Linked DNA regions of Mus musculus: region 1 is linked to region 2. Evidence: chromatin contacts called from public HiChIP or PLAC-seq data. All regions are on one chromosome and are shown on one strand. The core of a region is the stretch at or near the end of the contact, and the rest is flanking DNA. Distances in the headings are between cores, read along the strand shown. Region 1 overlaps Ppp2r5c (protein phosphatase 2, regulatory subunit B', gamma). Region 2 overlaps Evl (Ena-vasodilator stimulated phosphoprotein).

The links. HiChIP or PLAC-seq counts read pairs in DNA pulled down with a chosen protein or histone mark.
Region 1: a contact with region 2 is called in an H3K27ac HiChIP or PLAC-seq map of bone marrow-derived dendritic cells, with 5 times the contacts expected there. The contact joins two enhancer-like sites. A contact is called at or near these places in 1 of 484 Hi-C or Micro-C datasets (CD8 T cells) and 3 of 115 datasets of contacts at active chromatin or transcription factors (bone marrow-derived dendritic cells, large pre-B cells and thymic regulatory T cells).

Annotation. Positions count from the first base shown.
Region 1 is chr12:110,499,208-110,505,723 of GRCm38.p6, reverse strand. The region is part of intron 3 of Ppp2r5c (protein phosphatase 2, regulatory subunit B', gamma); the gene reads right to left. Among named protein-coding and RNA genes, the nearest start is that of Gm19605, 17 kb to the right of the region's middle. Within about 2 kb of position 2,208, at least 182 of the 459 cell types and tissues checked have an H3K27ac peak or open chromatin away from gene starts, as enhancers often do. A contact at or near this core is called in CD8 T cells and bone marrow-derived dendritic cells, where this site is marked.
Region 2 is chr12:108,629,546-108,635,969 of GRCm38.p6, reverse strand. All of the region lies in intron 1 of Evl (Ena-vasodilator stimulated phosphoprotein), which reads right to left. Among named protein-coding and RNA genes, the nearest start is that of Mir342, 26 kb to the left of the region's middle. Within about 2 kb of position 4,574, at least 97 of the 459 cell types and tissues checked have an H3K27ac peak or open chromatin away from gene starts, as enhancers often do. A contact at or near this core is called in CD8 T cells and bone marrow-derived dendritic cells, where this site is marked.

The DNA of each region.
Region 1 (6,516 bases), core at 959-3,458, 1.9 Mb before region 2:
ACTTACGTCTTACTGCATACTGCATGAAGATGCCCGAGGGTCTCCAGCCCCTAGCCAGTCCTGTGGCAGAGGCTCATATCTCATGCCTTTGTATTTTAAATTTTAAAAGATGCAGAGGCGGGGGATGACAGTGGACCTCTAGGGTTGTCCCCTCTTGCCTGATCTCAGGTCTAACAGCCTCTACACTCAAATGTCAAACTGTGGGATTGTCCTATAGTTTCTTTTCTTTTTCTCCTGGGCCTCTGGCAAGCCAGACAGGTACTCCACTTGAGCTATATGCCTGGTCTGGCGTGCTTTCTGGGTCTTCAATTTTGAGAAAGGTTTCTGAGTAGCCTGTTCTGGAAATACTGCTGTCAAGTGTAGCATCACACGAGGTCTCTGATGCTGCCAAATGAGGCTGTAGTCCAGATACAACACAGCACCTGCTCAGCTTCTCAGGTGGAGGCCACACCAAGGATGCACCTGTCCTGACTGGACCACGTTTAGTCAGAGTGCAGACCACTGAAAACTTTCAATCCAGTACTGACAGCTGGAACAGAACTCCCAGACCCAGTGAAGAGAGAACAGGAGACAAGACACTTTCATGCAAATTTGACCTTTAAGGCTGTGCGGTATAAACATCCTGTTGTCAGACAACCCTAACAATCTCCTGAGAAAGAGCAGACAATTACCTAACTCAGCCTCACAGGGAAGGGTGGGACTGACTTGCAAATATTGTGGCTTCTCCAAAGGAGCCCACAGAATCTCCAGCCACGTGATCAGACCAGACATTTTCAGTAACTCAGTGACCCTATTAACACTTTTGTCAAACTGACAGCCAGGAATCTCAGCCCTGCCTTCTTACAGCCTCTGATTCAAGGCTGGCCTCCTCACTCCCAGGCAGTCTGGGAAGCCCACCAGGGGCTTCTCAGTGACACGCTTGTGCTGGTGGGGCTGACTCAGAGCCTGCAGAGGGCTGTGAGAGAGGGCACAGGAGGGCAGCTAGGCTTGTTAACATCTGACTTCACACCTCAACAGTCTGGCCACACAACTACTTGGGGGCAATGTTGAGGCCCAGACAGTCATCCAGAAATGGAAGCGCCGGCAGTCAGGCTCCGTTAAGTGGGGCTAGTGATTTTAGTATGTTGTAGACCCAGGCCAAGCATTCACACCCCTCACCTTGTTCAAGACCCATAGCTCTTCTGCAGGGAGCCACTTCCGTGGTCATTTTGTGGAGCACCAACATACTCGGTAACCTGCTCGGGGCCACACTAGTTAAGGGTTCATGAGCAAAAGCTGCACCAGCAGACAAAGGCTGGAGGCAGGACCAGTTGGCTCTGCAGTCTGACCCTGCAGGCCAGTGTGACTCCTGGGACAGGCACCCCTGCGTTGAGGCCCCCCGTGTGAGGGAGGCTGAGGAGCTGTCCTCAGAGCAGCATTCGCAGGCTGAACCCGACCTCTCGGTCCCGAAGGCCCTGCTCCAGCCGCTTGCCAACCCTCCTCTGAGTCTCTCACCACAGCACCAAGGCCAGGCCTTTGCCCGAGTTCTCCTTCCAGTGGACACACTTTTGACTAAGTCCCAGCCTAAGCAACAGTAACCCAAGAAATCAGAGATTTAATGTGCTAATTACACACCGTCACATTTGTTAGTGTATAATTACTAAACAAAATAACATTCAACTATGAATCACTTCAAAATCTTCTCTGGTGTTGCCAACTGTGGTGCATGCTGACCACATCTGGAGGCCCTGTGGCCATCCCACAGGACAGAGGAGAGGGTACCACAAATCATCCTCACTTTGGTTAATTACTCAGCCAAGTGTGCAGTTCGGGTTTCCAGCCGTCCACTCAACAAGGAAAAAGAACGTGACTTTAATGCCCATGGTTATGTTCTTTTTTTCTACTGGGAAAACAGACTGATTGACAGACAGACAGACAGACAGACCAATTGACCAAGCAAGTGACCCTTTCCTCCCAGCCTTTGCTGACCCTTGCCAGCTATGGTGGCTTGAGTAAGAATGGCCAACACAGGCTCATGTGTTTGCATGCTTAGTCCCTAGCTGATTAGGGCTGTGTCCTTTCTGCAGTGGGTGTGTCCATGTTGGAGGAACTGTGTCACTTGGGAGTAGGCTCTGAGGTTTCAAAAGCCCACGCTAGGCCCAGTCTCACTGTGCCTGTGAACCAGGAAGTAGAGCTCTGAGCAACCGCTCCAGTCCCATGATGATAGTGGGCTAACTCTCTGAAACTGTGAGCCAGCCCTCATTACATGCTTTCCTGTGTAAGAGTTGTGGTGGTGGCCGTGGTGTCTCTTCACAGCAACAGAATACGAAGACAGCAGCGTTGGAAGTAAGATGAAGGACTAAAGATCCCAGTGTTAGACTCTCTCTGTGGGTCCCAGGCCCCAGGTTCTATAAAGCTTCACTTCTGAATGTACACCGTATGATTGCAGCTCAGATAAGAACATTTCTGTATGGATGTTAACAATAGGCAAATTCATTCTCTTACTTTAGGAACATTCTAAAGGGATAGTGTGTGTGTGTGTGTGTGTGTGTGTGTGTGTGTGTGTGGTGTGTGTGTGTGTGTGTGTGTGTATCTCCCATCTTACAGACAATGGACTCACAGTTGCATCCCCACACCTCCAATGCCATAAAACAAGAACAAAACAACCAACAACCAAACAAAATCCAACCAAACTCCACTCAAATGTGAATCAGTTCTGTACTCTGTCCAGTTCCTCCGTTAGGACACTGCTGCTGAGCTCAGCATGGTGGAGCACGCCTGCAGTCTCAGTACTCAGCGTGAGGACAGGAGGGCAGGGTCATCTTGGACATTTCCAAGACCAGCCCAGACCACTTGAGACTGCCACTCATCGATAGCTTTGTGCAGATGTTCTGATCGCTTCTGCCATATCAAATTCTCTTATGGAAGTAGCAAGAAAGTAACAAAATGTCCCACGCCTTGGTAAATGTGAGCTTTTTATACACATCAAGGCATTAATAGCAACGTAGCAAAGACAGCATTTCACTTGTGGTAAAACAAGTAAAACTAACAAATGAATAAAGGGAAACCAGTGCACATCTTCCCCACAGCTCAAGGGGCGATTCTCCCCAGGCTGTGAACATCCCTGGGAGAGTTCTCACCCTGTGCCACACGGCACCATCACCCCCGTGCCACACAGCTACTCCCCTGGCACCACTGCCATTTGCTGCTCACTTGAAACTGTTAACAGTACAAATGTGCTCAGAAATGTCTGACAAGTGAACACTCAAAGGAAAGCCCCGACAGACATACAACCAACCCCTTATCACCCACCCACCCACACTTCTCTGCCAGGCCCCCAACCATGTCCACCCTACAGAGGCCGCCCTGTAAGAATTCTCACCCTTGACTGGGCAGGCACTACAGCCTCAGGAAGGAGGGACAAACTGTAACTACGAAAGCCCAACTCAGCTTTTGGACAGCCTACTTGAAAACAACACACAAGGTTTTAAAGTTTCCACTCCTCATCTCCTTCCCAGTGCTGGCAGCAGGAGCTAATGGTTGCCTCTACCATTGATGGCCACCAAAGAACAGGCCACCTCAACTGGGCCATGAGATGAAGCTCAGTCAGATTTAGCTGAATGGCCCTTCATAATGTCCAGCTGTGCAACGTGACAGGCTGGAGAGAGCCTTTCTGAGAGGAGGTAAGCAACTGTTTGGGGTCTTGACTTATTGCTAAGCCAAACTTTGTGGCTTTCCCAGAGTAGAGCATGTGTCCTGCTCAGCATCTTCTAGTAATGATGATCTTCATCAATAGACACAACATCTGCATATGTGAGCAGAGTGCTCCCAGGTCCTCATCAATAGACACAATGTCTGCATATGTGAGCAGAGTGCTCCCAGGTCCTCATCAAAACACACAATGTCTGCATATGTGAGCAGAGTGCTCCCAGGTCCTCATCAATTCACACAATGTCTGCATATGTGAGCAGAGTGCTCCCAGGTCCTCACCAATCATCACAATGTCTTCCCAAGTGAGCAGAGTGCTCCCAGGTCCCCACCAACCATCACAATATCTACCCAGGTGAGCAGAGTGCTCCCAGGTCCCCACCAACCATCACAATATCTACCCAGGTGAGCAGAGTGCTCCTGGATCCTCATCAACACACATTATGTCTGTATGTGTGAACAGAGTGCTCCCCGGGTCATCTTCTCCCCCCATACCAGACAATATCTATATGTCTGAGCAGAATGTTCCCTGGATCCTCACCAACACACCGTCTCCTTGCAGGTACAGAATGCTCCTCAGATCTACAGCATGACAACACTCACCACACCTTCTAGCCGCTGTGTATTTAAAATAATTTTATTTGGATTAGCATCCCATTTCATAATGATGGCCGTTCAAAGTCAAATGTTTGATCTTATTCACTTGCATCAAACCTGATCATCTAGGAAGCAGGTCATATCATCCTGGCTATACACACACACACACACACACACACACATACACACACACACACACATATTTTTTTTTTTGAGATAGGGTTTCACTGTGTAGCCCTTGGTATCCTGGAACTTGCTGGCCTTGAACTCAAGAGATCTACCTGCCTCTGCCATCCTCTGGGATTAAAGGCATACACCATCATGTTTGGCTGGCAGTGAATAATTTTTAAAGGAATTTTTAAAGTTCATAAGGGTAGAACACACCACTTCAATGTTTCAAAGGCTCTTCATTGCGGGGATACCCTATACCGCCCAGGTCAGCACCTCTACTCCTCTCTCTGTCAGCCGCTGCCATCACAATCACCTTAGCTTCTACCAAGTTGCTTAGTCAGGGTATTTCATATAAAACATGGACTCTGGGGTAGCAGAAGTCAGTTGAAGTATTATGTGGTAGCTCTGAAGGCAAACACTTTTGGGTCTATGGGACTTCACTGGCATAGAACTAGTGAGATTTAAAAAAAAAAAAAAAAAAAAAAAAAAGGAAAAAAGGAAAAAAGCCCATTTTAACCCCAAAAGAACATTCTAGGGCTAAAGGGCAGTCCTTTATACTGGAACCCAAAACACAATGCCCTTGTTCTTCCTTTTGGGTATCACAAGTTCTGCCATGGAGCTGCACAGGGGTTGGGGCATGACTGAGTCTGGCTCCAGGAGAACTAAGATCTGTGGGCACAAGTCACAGCCCTGATCTCCCAGGGAATGAATAGACTTCATCTTGAAAGAGTCTCATCATATTGATGGGCAAGACTGACCGAGAACCGAATCTACATCAGGACCACCACAGAACCGAATCTACATCAGGACCAACAAGAGGATGGCGGCTTTGAAGAGGACATAGGCCTGTGAGTCAGGTTACGTCTTGGCCCCAGCTAGATGGGAGGCTTCAGCTTTCTAGTTGGCCTCCGGTCTGGAGAGGTTAGAGGCAGGCAGGACCAGCAGCAGTTCCTCCCTTCACACGGCGCTCACTCGGAGGGTGTGTGAGCCACAGGGTGATGCTATCTGCTTCCTAGATGATTGGTTTCCCATGCAACTGAACAGTCACAGCTCTTACCCTGACCTGTAACTATTTAAGTCCAGAGAGGTTTTCATGATGAGTCCTTCGGGTTTCAGAGGCATAAACATCTGGAAGGCTTTCCCCCAGACTAGGAGGTGCTCCTGGGGAGTGTAGGTGCTCCTGGGGAGTGTAGGTGGTCCTGTCTGCATCACTGGCTTCATATGGGGAGGCCACACAACAGAGGGAAGAGATAGGGTGTGCCAACAAGCAGATCCTAAACTTTACCTGGAGATGCCAGAGACCCCAAAGTATCAAACCATCTTGGGAAGAAGATGGAGAGATGGGAGCCCGAGTCCCGTGGCCAGAGCTGAGAGCAAAGCCAAAGCAGTCAAGAGCAAGTGGCTGGAAGCTGAGGGTGGAGACCAACTGAACAGAGTGGGGCCCAGGAACGACCTTCTCACGTAGGGCACACCAACTTTCAGCAAGCCTATCAAGCAGGTTCAATAGGGCAGGGAGCAGTCATCTCAAGAAATGACACTGGGAAAACAGGGTGTCCACATGCCAAAGGCTAAGGGCCTCCCTTCATCTGACCGGAGATAACAGCCAACTCCACACCGATCAGAAGGTCTAAAGCAAGCTGCAAAATGACTTGGAAGGAACAGGAGCAAACCTTGGGGCTCTGTAGAGCTCCTTAGATGTGGCTCACAGAGCGCAGGGACAAAAAGGAAGCAGCCTTTGTACAGATAGAGCCACTCTTCGGCAAAACAGTAAGGACCCCAGAGTGGAAAATACCTTGCAAAGCCTAAATCAGCAAGGACTGCGCAGTCCGCAGTCCCACAGCCACTGGCCACACCCTTCCGGCCATTCTACACTCTACCAGGCCTGGGCTCCTCCCCTCTTTGTTCTTCTAGCTACCCATTTATTGTCCTGCCCCGCTGAGGCCTCCTCTTCAGCACCCGGAAAAACCAAAGCCACCAGGGCCAACCTCCTCCCTTACACAGCCTCCTACTCCAGAAAAGGCAGGGGCCCTTCCTCGTCCTGAAGGGCAAGCTTTTTCATCA
Region 2 (6,424 bases), core at 3,325-5,824:
CCACAAGGACCAGAGAGGACCTCTAGAGAAGCCTCAACACCAAAAGCCTAGGTTTCCTCTGCCCATCCTGGGTTCCAGTACTCACCCCGGGACCATGACTGAATGAAGTCTGCACGGGAACCCTGAGGAGAGTCCTGTGCTCTGAATCTGAAGACCACAAACCCTCTGAAGACAGCTAGGATTTAGACTCTTCTTAAAAACCAAACAGGAAAAGGAAGCTGAACCAGAGACAAAGGGGAAACAAACCCAAGTGAAAAACTGAAACCTAGGTAGAAAATAGCGAAAGAAGAAGCTAACAGCATAGGGCCCCACCAGTGTGGGTGGCTGAGATCTGCTGCCTAGGCCCGAGACTGGCAACCTCAAGCTCCCCAGTTTCCTGTTGAATGAAAAAGAAAGAAACAAAGAGAGAGAGAGAGAGAGAGAGAGAGAGAGAGAGAGAGAGAGAAGAGAAGAGAAGAGAAGAGAAGAGAAGAGAAGAGAAGAGAAGAGAAGAGAAGAGAAGAGAAGAGAAGAGAAGAGAGAGAGCTGTTTCTAAGGGGTTGAGCATCTTAATTATAAGGAAATCCACAGGCAGAGATAAAGGCATCTAGAAGAGTCTAGAGTGACCATGATCAGCAAACTGAACTAGGCAATGTGAGGAGAGGGGGGAAGGGCAGATAGACAAGAGGTTGGGTAACGAGATAGCTGACCTTATTCTGGGAAGGGGAGCCCAACCCCTGGGCTGGAGAACCCAAGGTGAGGGCCAAAGTGCCAGCCAAGATGATTCTGTGGCAGGTACTGGGGAAGCTGAGCAAGCCCGTCATATAGTGTCTGCTTTGATATGTTAAACAATTAGACACTTTAGTTTGCCCTTTGTCCCAGGTTTGAGACCTAATACTTGTAGGACCACAAAGTTGGCCAAGAGCTGGAGACCAGGCTGTGGTGCTGGCTCCACCAGTTGGTCCCATGAACTAGGCTAGGTCAGAAGCACCTCAGGATCTAGACCCAGTTTTCCACTTGACAGAGCAGGCTCAGCCCAGATGACTTCCTACAGGATCCTAGGAGAGGGCTGTTAGACTCAGAAGGTCCTGGCTGGTTCTCAGACCAAGGGCCTGGATGGTGTGTACACCTGGAACAGACTCTATATTTGAACCTAGGGTAAAATTAGCATTTTCTCAGGAAACACTGCTTTCTTATGGGATACCACTATCTGAAAGAACACTGCAGAAACATGGGAAGGCAGCTTTGTCAGCTATTCAGTGATCATGGCCTCATTTCTCTAACACAGGGTGACTCTGTTGCCGATTCCCATGGGTTTCCACAAAGATAGATTCTTCATGTCTTCTTAACTTGGCAGAGAACTCACTAAAAGTTGCACACGGTGCTAGAAACCAGAAACCAAGATTTGGAAAGAAGGGCAGGCCTCGTCTTTAGAAGGCTTTTACAGTTTTACAGCTAGGTGCAAGAGCGCACCTGCAAGGCCAGCACTTGGAGGGTCTTGGGTTTGAGACCAACCAAGGCTGCAGAGTGAGATCCTATGAAGCAGGAAAGGAGGACTGGGGCACAGTGAAGAATGGATCTGTTAGCAAGTAGATACATTCAAATGTCATTGTTGCAAAGGTGGGAGATAGCTGTGTGAAGGACATAATGGGTTTGTTCTAACTGGGGAGATGAATGACCTTTGAGTGTTGAACATGCATTTTCAGAGGTAGTAAAGATCTGTACTTCCTGTCAAGCAAGTGTCAGCTGCAAACCATGTTTGTGACTTGTGGTTTTGGTTTTAGCTGGTTGGAGTATTTGCTATTTTCCCTTGTGAATTTTTCTTTGTAACTGTGGATTATTTGGAAGTATGTTATTTAATTTTGTTTCAGAATCTACGGTATTTTCTTGCTTTGTTGCTATTGACTACTGTGGTCAGAATATATGCTTTTAGTATGACTTTTGTGTTTCTTGGTATGAACACAATTCTTTTACTTGCACAGAGACATCTAGGGCCCAGTATGTAGCTCAGTTTGATGAAGATACCGTGGTCGGTCACAGAGAGGAAGTGTGTTTCCTACAACGTCTGTTAGGTCAAGGTGGTTAATAGGTGCAGAACTTCTATGTCCTCACTATTTTCTCTAAACATTTCATCAATTGTTGAAAGGCCTTGAAAATCTCTAGGAGACTTAAGCATCTTCAGTTCTGTTAATACCTATATTTTCTACAATTTGGAGTTTTTATTAAGAACACTTTCTATTCTATAGTCTTTATTGTTACGACTATAACAATTTACCACAAATGTAGTGGCTTACAACAATAAAAATGCATTATCTCATAATTACACTAACAGTAGGTGAGAAGTCCACCGGGATCGGATTTCAACATGGATCTCCCTAGGTTAAATTAAGACGGTGGAAACGGTACACTCCGCTCTGGAGGCTCTGCAGAAGAGTTAGCCCCTTCCCTTCCCTCTCCTACACAGTACCCACATTCCTTGGTCCATGGCTCCCTCCATTTTGAAAGCATGCAATCCATCATTCTGACCCCTCTTCTAAAGTGACCTTTCCTTCTGGCCATGCTTAAGGCAAAATCTGCTTTTGCTTTCTCTTGGGATTTTGTTTGTTTGTTTTGTTTTTTGTTTTGTTTTGTTTACTTTTCTTTTCAGCTGTCCTTAAGCCCTATGTAGCTGAGAATCACCTTGAACCCCTGAACCTCCTTTCTCTACTTCCTGAGTGTGAGGATGATAACATGAACCACCAAGCCCAGCCCAGCATGTTCTTTAGGTTCATATGCATGTACCTACATGTGCATGCATACATGTATGTGCACATGTATACGAGGCAGAGGGCGATACTGGGAGTCTTCTTTAATCACCCTCCACTTCAGCCTGAGACAGGCCTCCTGGAGCTTTCCTGATCCTGCCACACACTGCCTGGCTTCAGTGGGCTGGACCCCTGGTGTGAGCCATCCTTGTTCTCTTACCATCCTACCTTGAACCTCCAGCTGGAGATGTAGCCTGATCTTCCTGGATCAGAGTTCTTCTGTCCTTAAAGGCAGAGCCAGGGAAACACTTCCATAGGCATTTATCCATCAGGGAACCCCTGTAGACACACTTACTTCAGGTTCTCTGGTCAAATGAATTTGCAAATTCAGAAGTTAGAGCTTTGGATGGCTCAGGTCTTCTCCTCAGGGAACCTTCCATATCATCCCTATAAAATAGGAGGTTCCTATCTAGTAACTACAGCTGCATTTGCACCCCTGTATCTATAACTTCAGCTTGCTCATAGCTCCTTCCTCCACAAATGTACATGCTGATATTTTGTTTCACTTGCTGCTCTCACTGTCTACCTCAACAGGAGCCAGTGGAAAGGCACTGCCACAGGTTGAGTGGCTCTGCTGCCTTGAAATGTCCTTTGTAGTTAAGGCTAATCTCAAACTCACAAAGATCCATTTGCTTCTACCTCCTGAATTCTAAAATTACAGGCCTAGCAAGCTCACTACTTTTGAATTGAGCCTCATTCAAGGTCTAAGGACATGGGCAGAATACAGACATACATTCTCCCCAGAATATCACAAGAACGGACTCTAGCTCAGGTCCTGACAAAGTCCTTGTTCGGCTCTGAAACTTTATGAGCCAGGCGATCTTAGTTTTGAGACAAGGTCCTCTCTGACCCTGGAACTCATCATTGGCCAGGATGGTTGGTCAGTGAGCTGCAGGGGTCTGTGACACCTCCTTAACCCCTGAAGTGGGCTTACAGATGCATACTGCCACACCCACCCTTTATATGGATGCCAGAGATCTGGACAATTCAGATCCTACATGCATGGCAGGTACTATATCGACTGAGCCATGGTGCGGGCCTGCAGTTCTTTCAGGTTTTGGTCTTCTGGGCTCCACCAGATGCCCACTAAGTTCAGTTTATAATATTCTGGGGCTTCTTTAGTCTAGAGCGCTACATTCTGAATTCTCATTCCTCACACAAGCCAGTTTCAAAAGCCTACAAACCATGTGGTCAGGTTTATCCCAGGAATGGCCTCACTTCTGAGTGCCAGGTTTTTGTGTTGGTTACTCGTGTTGTTGCTGTGACAAAACCCCTAACAGGAGCAACCCAAGGAAGGGTTTGTCTGGCTAATGGTCTAAGAAGGGATCAGTCCAGGTGTAGTGGTACACAACTTTAATCCTGGTACTTAGGAGGCAGGTAGGTGGATCTGTGAGTTCAAGGTCAGCTGGTCCACAGAATGAGACCCTGCCAAACAAATGAACAAACAAAGGGAGAAAGTCTTTTACGACAGGAAATGGCAGACCAGTATTAGGAACCTGGTCATACTGTGCCACCTGTCAAAGAGTAGAAAACAGACAGGAAGTGGGGCCAGGGGATAAAACCTCATGGCCTACCTCCAGTGATCCACTTCCACCTAGTGAGGCGCTACCTCTTAAAGTTTCTATGACTCTCTCAAACAGGACTATCAGCTGAAGACCACAGGTCCTAACATACTAGCCTGTGGGAGATATGTCACAGTCAAACTGTGGTGGGTCTCTTAGCTCAGGTTGAGCTGACAGCCCCACATGCTGCCACCCTGCACGGCTCTGACACCACCCTTCCTTGCTTAGCTCTGCAGAGGGCAATCTGAGCTGGCTTCTAGGAGTGCTCTCACATGCACAGACAGCCACTAGGCAACAGCTCCAAAGAGGGAAGCCCTTTAAACAGAACTCAGTTGTCTCTGCTCAGACCTGCTTCCTCTTTTTCTAGTTCTTACTAAGCCTAACTCTATGTGACCTGGAATTTCAGGATCTGCCTCCTGTGAACCAGTTAGCTTAAGTTCCACCTTCTTCCCTAAAATAGAAAAGCAAACAGAGGCAGAGGCCTCTAGCCACTGTAGGGCTTATCATGATATTTCTTCTCAAGAGTCAGAGTCCTATACACTGTCTGACGCCTGTTTGATTCAGTACCCATTGTAGATTTTGCTCATTTTACAGATGTTTTCAAAGTAAGTCACTACTGTCACTTCATCAAGGAGAGTAGCAGAATCAGTTAGTTACTACAATAACAAAGGTTATTTTTTTCATTTCCTGAAGATATTGGCCTATGTGTAACCATCTCTGCGATAAAGTAACTTTCAGTTTCCTCTCCCACTCCCTCTCACTTTTACCTGGTGCTACCGTCTTTTCTGGTTTTAGTAAGCAGGTAGCTTGAGCGAACCTTCTGGGAGACCTTTTAACTCAGTCCTAGAGCTTTAGTAATACACTTAGCAGAATTATGAGAAGGAGCAGGAAAGGAAAAGAGCTCTGGCCTGCCCTTGCTTTATACATGACTTCCTGGTTATCCCCACCTTCACTCTGGCTTCCTCATCTGTTCATTGAAAGGAATGGCTTTATTAAAAATTCATGGATTGGCCTTGAGGTGGTTAGCAGGTAAGAACTGACTCTCAAAACGGTTGTGTGTTCCATGTGCCCCCTTCCCACATACAAAATAAAAATAAAAACTATGCATAACAGGTCTTAAGTCAATCATGTAAAGACAACAGAACCTGTTGGGAATATAGGATAAGGGATGTTGGCACCAAAGAAGCAGTTTAGTGAGGAAGAAAGCCGTTCTGTTAAGAAAGCAGCATGTAATGTAATATGATGAACCAGCACAGAGCTTAAGATATAAGGTACCAGCAGGATTAGGGTAAATGGTGACCCCACAAAGGAACTTCAGAATGAGTGAAGAGGAATGTACCAACACCTGCAGCAGATGAACCAAGGCTGCTGGCTCTACTGTGTCAGCACAGAAACATCTACTTGACCTGCAAAAGGCACTGTCAGATTCTAAAGAACTTGGGAGTTTGCTAAAAACAAATCAAGAACTAAACCCAAAGCCAGTTCCCTTAGGAAACTTCCTTGAGAGACCAGCAAACTGGCTAGGGACTGTTCATCTCACCTTGGTGGAACACAGATGAGATTATATCAGGCCCCTAGAACCTAGAACAACTGACACCTATTAAAGACACCAAGGCACCACTGACTTAAGAGCACAGCACAGAGACCCTAACACCTGCCAAAATGAGAACAAAGACCTAATCCAGCAGGTCTATAGTTCTGGGAAAGTCCTTAAATACACTGACCTTGTTGTTTGGCTTCTGTGGCTCTGCCTACTGGTAACTGATCTTGCTAATTGAAGTGTGTCAACCAGGATATGGTTTTTGTGCATAAAAAGACAAGATCAGTTAAGGCTGATGGTTACACAATTTGGGCAAGTTCCCCAATGTGGCCCCTGGCCAGAGAATAAAGGCGTTCTATTGGCTTCAAGAGTCCATGTGTTCTTTGAAGGACTCACTTCACAACAGCATCATGTTAGTCACCTTTCTATCATTATAACAAAATGCCTGGACACTGACTACTGAAGAGACTGAACTCATACTTTTGAAGGTCTGGTCTGTTTGTTAAAACTTGTTTTAACTCAAATCAGGCAGCCCCATT